Regions from separate parts of the Mus musculus genome. Here region 2 is linked to region 1. A link is a contact called in public HiChIP or PLAC-seq data. All regions are on one chromosome and are shown on one strand. The core of a region is the stretch at or near the end of the contact, and the rest is flanking DNA. Distances in the headings are between cores, read along the strand shown. Region 1 holds the start of Pip4p1 (phosphatidylinositol-4,5-bisphosphate 4-phosphatase 1). Region 2 holds the start of Rnase2a (ribonuclease, RNase A family, 2A (liver, eosinophil-derived neurotoxin)).

Evidence for each region. HiChIP or PLAC-seq counts read pairs in DNA pulled down with a chosen protein or histone mark.
Region 2: an H3K4me3 HiChIP or PLAC-seq map of bone marrow-derived macrophages shows a contact between it and region 1, with 2.5 times the contacts expected there. The contact joins the promoter of Rnase2a here to the promoter of Pip4p1 in region 1. A contact is called at or near these places in 4 of 115 datasets of contacts at active chromatin or transcription factors (bone marrow-derived dendritic cells, bone marrow-derived macrophages and extraembryonic endoderm stem cells).

Annotation. Positions count from the first base shown.
Region 1 is chr14:50,929,452-50,932,193 of GRCm38.p6, reverse strand. It overlaps Pip4p1 (phosphatidylinositol-4,5-bisphosphate 4-phosphatase 1), which reads left to right and starts at 1,345. Exons shown (of 7, transcript NM_001033271.5): 1 at 1,345-1,581; 2 at 1,870-2,060; 3 at 2,504-2,610. The coding sequence starts at 1,419.
Region 2 is chr14:51,254,790-51,257,531 of GRCm38.p6, reverse strand. It overlaps Rnase2a (ribonuclease, RNase A family, 2A (liver, eosinophil-derived neurotoxin)), which reads left to right and starts at 1,420. Exons shown (of 2, transcript NM_053113.2): 1 at 1,420-1,459; 2 at 1,621-2,271. The coding sequence starts at 1,626. The coding sequence ends at 2,093.

The DNA of each region.
Region 1 (2,742 bases), core at 96-2,595:
CCAACCTTAACCCTTGTAGAGACACTTGTAGAATTAATTATAATTTTACAGCTATGCTTAGAGGCAAATGCCTGTATTCTCAATTACCCGGGAGGTTTGCGAAGAATCACCAAATTCCAAGCCAGGATCTTGTCTCAAAACTAAAGACTGTGGATGTAGCAGTGGTAGTACAGCACATTTTCAGAATTAAAAAAAAATTATTATTATTATCTTTTTTAGGCGCTGAAAGGGAACCTAGGGCTTCCAGCATGGTTACCATTAAGTTCACCAGATAGCATCACCATAACCATCCTACAGGAACAGTCTCTCATTTCCGTTTGTGAGTCAAATCGGACTCAAACTCATGATCCTCTTGCTTTAGCCAGCCTCAGACTCAGCATGCGCACTAGGCTTTTAGACAGTCTTCATATAGCTCAGGCTGGTCTCAAACTCTTAGCCAAACCCGAATGTCTGATCCTCCTGTCTCCATCTTCCATAGTCTGGGATTACAGCCCTACACTGTGACCTTCTGTTTTTTTAACTTTGGACGTTTTTATTTTATATATATGTGTGTGTGCCCACGCACTTAAGCCACGTGTATGTAGCTGCCGGGTGCACAATCTCCAGGAGGTAGAGTTACAGGTAGCATCGGCCCTAGGACTCAAACTAGGCTCCTTTGAAAGAGCAGAAAGTTCCCTTAACCGCTAACGCATCTTCCCAGTGCCCCGCCCTCTTGTATTCTGATCCTCCTTGTGTAGTTCAGTGTTTCTCTCCGCTACCCTGGAATTCCCTTTCCTAACTCATCTCCCCAAGTGTTGCATTTACAGGCATACGCAACCACATCACCACTACTCGGGGGCCTTGTGCCAAGTCAGACAAGCGTGCTAAGCCCTCAAGCTCCCGGTGGCTTTTCGATTCTTGTCCAGGTTTTAGGGCGGTTCCCGCGGCCCAGGATACCAGCCCTGCCAGCCAGAAGGCAGCCGCCCTCACGTTCTGGCGCTAAATTTGGGCCAATAGGGTTACGTCCCACGGGAGACTTGGGCCCAATGAGGAGCGACTCACGCGACAGGCTGCGCACGTGACGCGTGCGGGGCAGCCGCCCACCTGGGCCGGAGGTAGCGCGACCGCCCCACTTCCAATCGCTCGCACAACTTCGAGTCACGTGCAGTGTTTACGGACTCAGCAGCTACGGGAAGACCATGTGACAGTGACGTGACACGTCTCTCTCCAATGGAGAAGGGACGCTCCCTTACAAACCGGGAACTGTTTCAGGTCCACGAATGACAGCGCAGAGGGGCGGGGCCAGCCTGTCACGTGAGCGGGGCGGCACTGGCTGCGGGCGAACGCGGCGCGCAGGCGCCTTAGGGACCCGGTAGCGACGGCGGCGGCGGCGGTGGCAGCGGCGGCGGGAGCTGGTCGCTGACCGAGCGGGAGTCGCCATGGCGGCAGACGGAGAGCGCTCCCCGCTGCTCTCCGAGGCCGGCGATGGCGGCGCTGGTGGCAACGGCTTAGCGGGCCCGGGCGGGAGCGCGACCGGGCCCGGTGGAGGCCTGACGCCCTCCGCACCTCCGTACGGAGCCGGTAAACATGCCCCGCCCCAGGGTAAGCCGGAGGTCTGAGGTGCACGCAGGCCTAGGGGCGGATCGGGTCAGGGGGCGGAGCCTGCTTCCGCGCCAGGTGTGGCCCCGTGGCACCTGTCACGGGGCGAGGCATCCTCGGTCCGCAATCACTGCCTAAGCCTGGCCTGAAAGCGGGTTTTGAGGAAACTGATCTGAGCGCTTTTTTTGTGAGCAGCGGATCGAGCTTACTCAGAGGGTTCCCCACGTCCGTGGAGCATCCGTGGGAAGTGTTCGAATGATGATTTTGGGTTTATCTGCTTCCTCTTCGTAGCATTTCCCCCGTTCCCTGAGGGACATCCAGCCGTGTTGCCTGGAGAGGACCCACCCCCCTACTCACCCTTGACTAGCCCGGATAGTGGGAGTGCCCCCATGATTACCTGTCGCGTCTGTCAGTCTCCGATCAACGTGGAAGGCAAGATGCATCAGCATGTAGTCAAATGTGGTGTCTGCAACGAAGCCACTGTGAGTTATAACTATCTGCAGAATGGGCCTTGTTTCCTGGATCCTCTTTCTGGTTCAACACCCTGTTCATGAAACTTTCAGTTCCTGCATCTTGCAGCAGCCATTTCTTTAGAAGCCACTCACTAAAAATAACGTTCACCAAGCTCTCACTTTTTGATCTTTCCTGGACCTGAAGTGTAGTTCTCACTGGCAGTTGTTGCAGTTGCTTTTGATTTTTGTATTTTGGGGTTCTCTGCTTTTCTGAGACGATCTCACAATGACCCGGGTTCCCATCAGACTCTGCAATCTTCCTGCCCCAGTCTCACAGGCACACTCTACTCTGCTGGCAACATTTGTATATCTCAAATGTCTGATTCTCTTTCTCAGTAATGTCCTTGCAGAGGACTGGGATAATGGGCTTCTCTGCTGAAATGCCCATTGTTCCTTTATTCATTGTTCTCTAGCCCATCAAGAATGCACCTCCAGGAAAGAAGTATGTCCGATGCCCCTGTAATTGTCTCCTTATCTGCAAAGTGACTTCTCAGCGGATTGCCTGCCCTCGGCCCTACTGGTAAGAGACCTAAGAAGAGAAGGCCATATGTAAGGAAAGTTGTAAAGCAATAGGGAAACAAACAAACAAAAAAACAAACAAAAATCTAGAGCTGGGCAAGGTGGTGCATGCCTGTGTTCAATCCCAGCACCT
Region 2 (2,742 bases), core at 171-2,670, 330 kb before region 1:
ACTCAAGAAGAATGAAGACTGAAGTGTGGGCACTATGCCCCTCCTTAGAATTGGGAACAAAACACCCATGGAAGGAGTTACAGAGACAAAGTTTGGAGCTGAGATGAAAGGATGGACCACATAGAGACTGCCATATCCAGGGATCCACCCCATAATCAGCATCCAAACGCTGACACCATTGCATACCCTAGCAAGATTTTATCGAAAGGACCCAGATGTAGCTGTCTCTTTTGATACTATGCCGGAGCCTAGCAAACACAGAAGTGGATGCTCACAGTCAGCTAATGGATGGATCACAGGGCTCCCAATGGAGGAGCTAGAGAAAGTAGCCAAGGAGCTAAAGGGAACTGCAACCCTATAGGTGGAACAATAATATGTACTAAGCAGTACCCCGGAGCTCTTGTCTTTAGCTGCATATGTATCAAAAGATGGCCTAGTCAGCCATCACTGGAAAGAGAGGCCCATTGGACTTGCAAACTTTATATGCCCCAGTACAGGGGAACACCAGGGCCAAAAAGGGGGAGTGGGTGGGCAGGGGAGTGGGGGTGGGTGGATATGGGGGACTTTTGGTATAGCATTGGAAATGTAAATGAGCTAAATACCTAATAAAAAATGGAAAAAAAAAATAATACTAGTTCTGGAGGCAAATGTGGGTAGTTGGAAATGTAGAAATGAATCTTATACAGGAAACAATCAGAAAAATACTATGCAGTGTGGCCTCTGGGTGGCATACTAGGGTCCTCTCGAAGGGAAGGAATCTGGAAGAGGGGAAGCTCTCTTAAGCACTGACATCTCACCGATCCCTAAGACTTATTTTCACCTATGTGTCTCTGTGTGTCTGTGCACATGTGTGTGAACATGCCAACAGATGCTATTAGACGACGTCAGATGTCCTGAAATGCAGTTGCAGGCAGTTGTAAGCCACCCAGCATAGGTGCTGAAACCAACGTTGGGTCCTCTGGGAGAGCATCAAGTGCTCTTATCCACTTAGCCATCTCTGCACACTACAACATCATAAAATTTTAAAGATCAAGGATAGAAATGTCAATATCTCTTATGATCCTGGCTTGGTTAATAAATGTGTAGACAGGCTAGTAGAAAACTTGGTCTGTCCATTACCGAGAACAGTCATAAGTGTGCAGCCAATCAACAGGCAATACAGAGATTTCTATGTAGAGTTCAGATTCAGACTTCAAACTGCATTGCATAAAAGGACTTGGATTTGATTCCTCAAAATGGAAACAGTAGCACCATGGCTTGACCAAGTGAAGAAATAGAAGGCTGGTTGCATCAGCAGGCAATGTACCAATGTGTGGGTTCTGCATGTTGAAGACTCTGAGCCACCAGCTCCACCCACAGAGCCTGCTCTATATCTATGGGCCCAAGTGGAACTCACCCATTATCCCTGATTTCCAGGACAGCCAGCGCTCAGTTCCACGGGAGCCACAAAGCAGACTGGGTAAGACACTGACTGTCTAGGTCTGGGACAGGGTGGCAAATGATGGGACAGTGTCCAGAAAATGTGACACTGTGGACCCAAGTGACAACAGAGGGCCTTCAGGAAGAGATAGGGAAAACAGAGTTAGGGTGGGAATAGCCGCTTCTCTTCTGTTCTCACAGGAAACATGGGTCTGGAGCAACTTGAGTCTCGACTTTGTCTCCTGCTGCTGCTGGGACATGTCCTAATGCTTGCCTCATGCCAGCCATTGACCCCCTCCCGGTGGTTTGACATCCAGCATATCTATAACAGAGCCTATCCCCGATGTGATGATGCAATGCGGGCCGTTAACAGTTACACAGGAGTGTGTAAAGACATAAATACTTTTCTTCATACAACTTTTGCTAATGTTGTCCGTGTGTGTCATAATCCACGTAAGATCTGCAAAAATGGGATAAGTAGAAATTGTCATGATAGTTCAAATCGGGTACAAGTAACTATCTGTATACTCACAACTCCGGCCAGTCATTATTCCAACTGCAGATACCGAACAACAAGATCAATGAAGTACTACACAGTTGCCTGTGACCCCAGAACTCCTCAGGACAGTCCCATGTATCCAGTGGTTCCAGTTCACTTGGATGGGATATTTTAGCTCCAGTGCCAGCACTTTGTACCTTCATTCATCGGCTACTGCCAAGATCATAGTTGGGAAGAACCGAGTCCTCTGTTTGCACTGCATGTCAGCATCTGTCCTCATGAAACCTGTTGCTGACTCCCTTTAATTTAGCTGAACAAAAAGTTTCTAATCAATAAACACTTTTGCACACAAATCTAGATCTCTGGTATCTCTGTTTCTGACAGGGTCACAGAGAGAGGAAGCAGAAGAGACACACACACAGAAGTGTGTGTGTGTGTGTGTGTGTGTGTGTGTGTGTGTGTGTGTGTGTGTGTGTGTGTAGAGGCATGACCTCATACCAACTGAGGCATCTACGCAGTGCCTGGGAACAAATGAATCTGAGAAGAGATCAGCATCTTTCCAGAATGTTCCCACACAACATCTTCCCTGAAGTTTCTCTGTGGGAAAGAAGTGACTGGCAGAGGAAACCAGGGAACTGGGATCTCTCAGTGAGGCTATCCCTTGCCCTCTCCTTGTATAGCTGTCCTTAGAGGTCAATTGTGAGATCATTCAACACAAACCAGCAAGGACAGGTTCCAAGATAGGGGAACTTGAATCTATATAGAAAAGAGATGAATAATGAGAGGTCCTGCCCTGACTCCTGTGGACAGAGACAGAACTATAG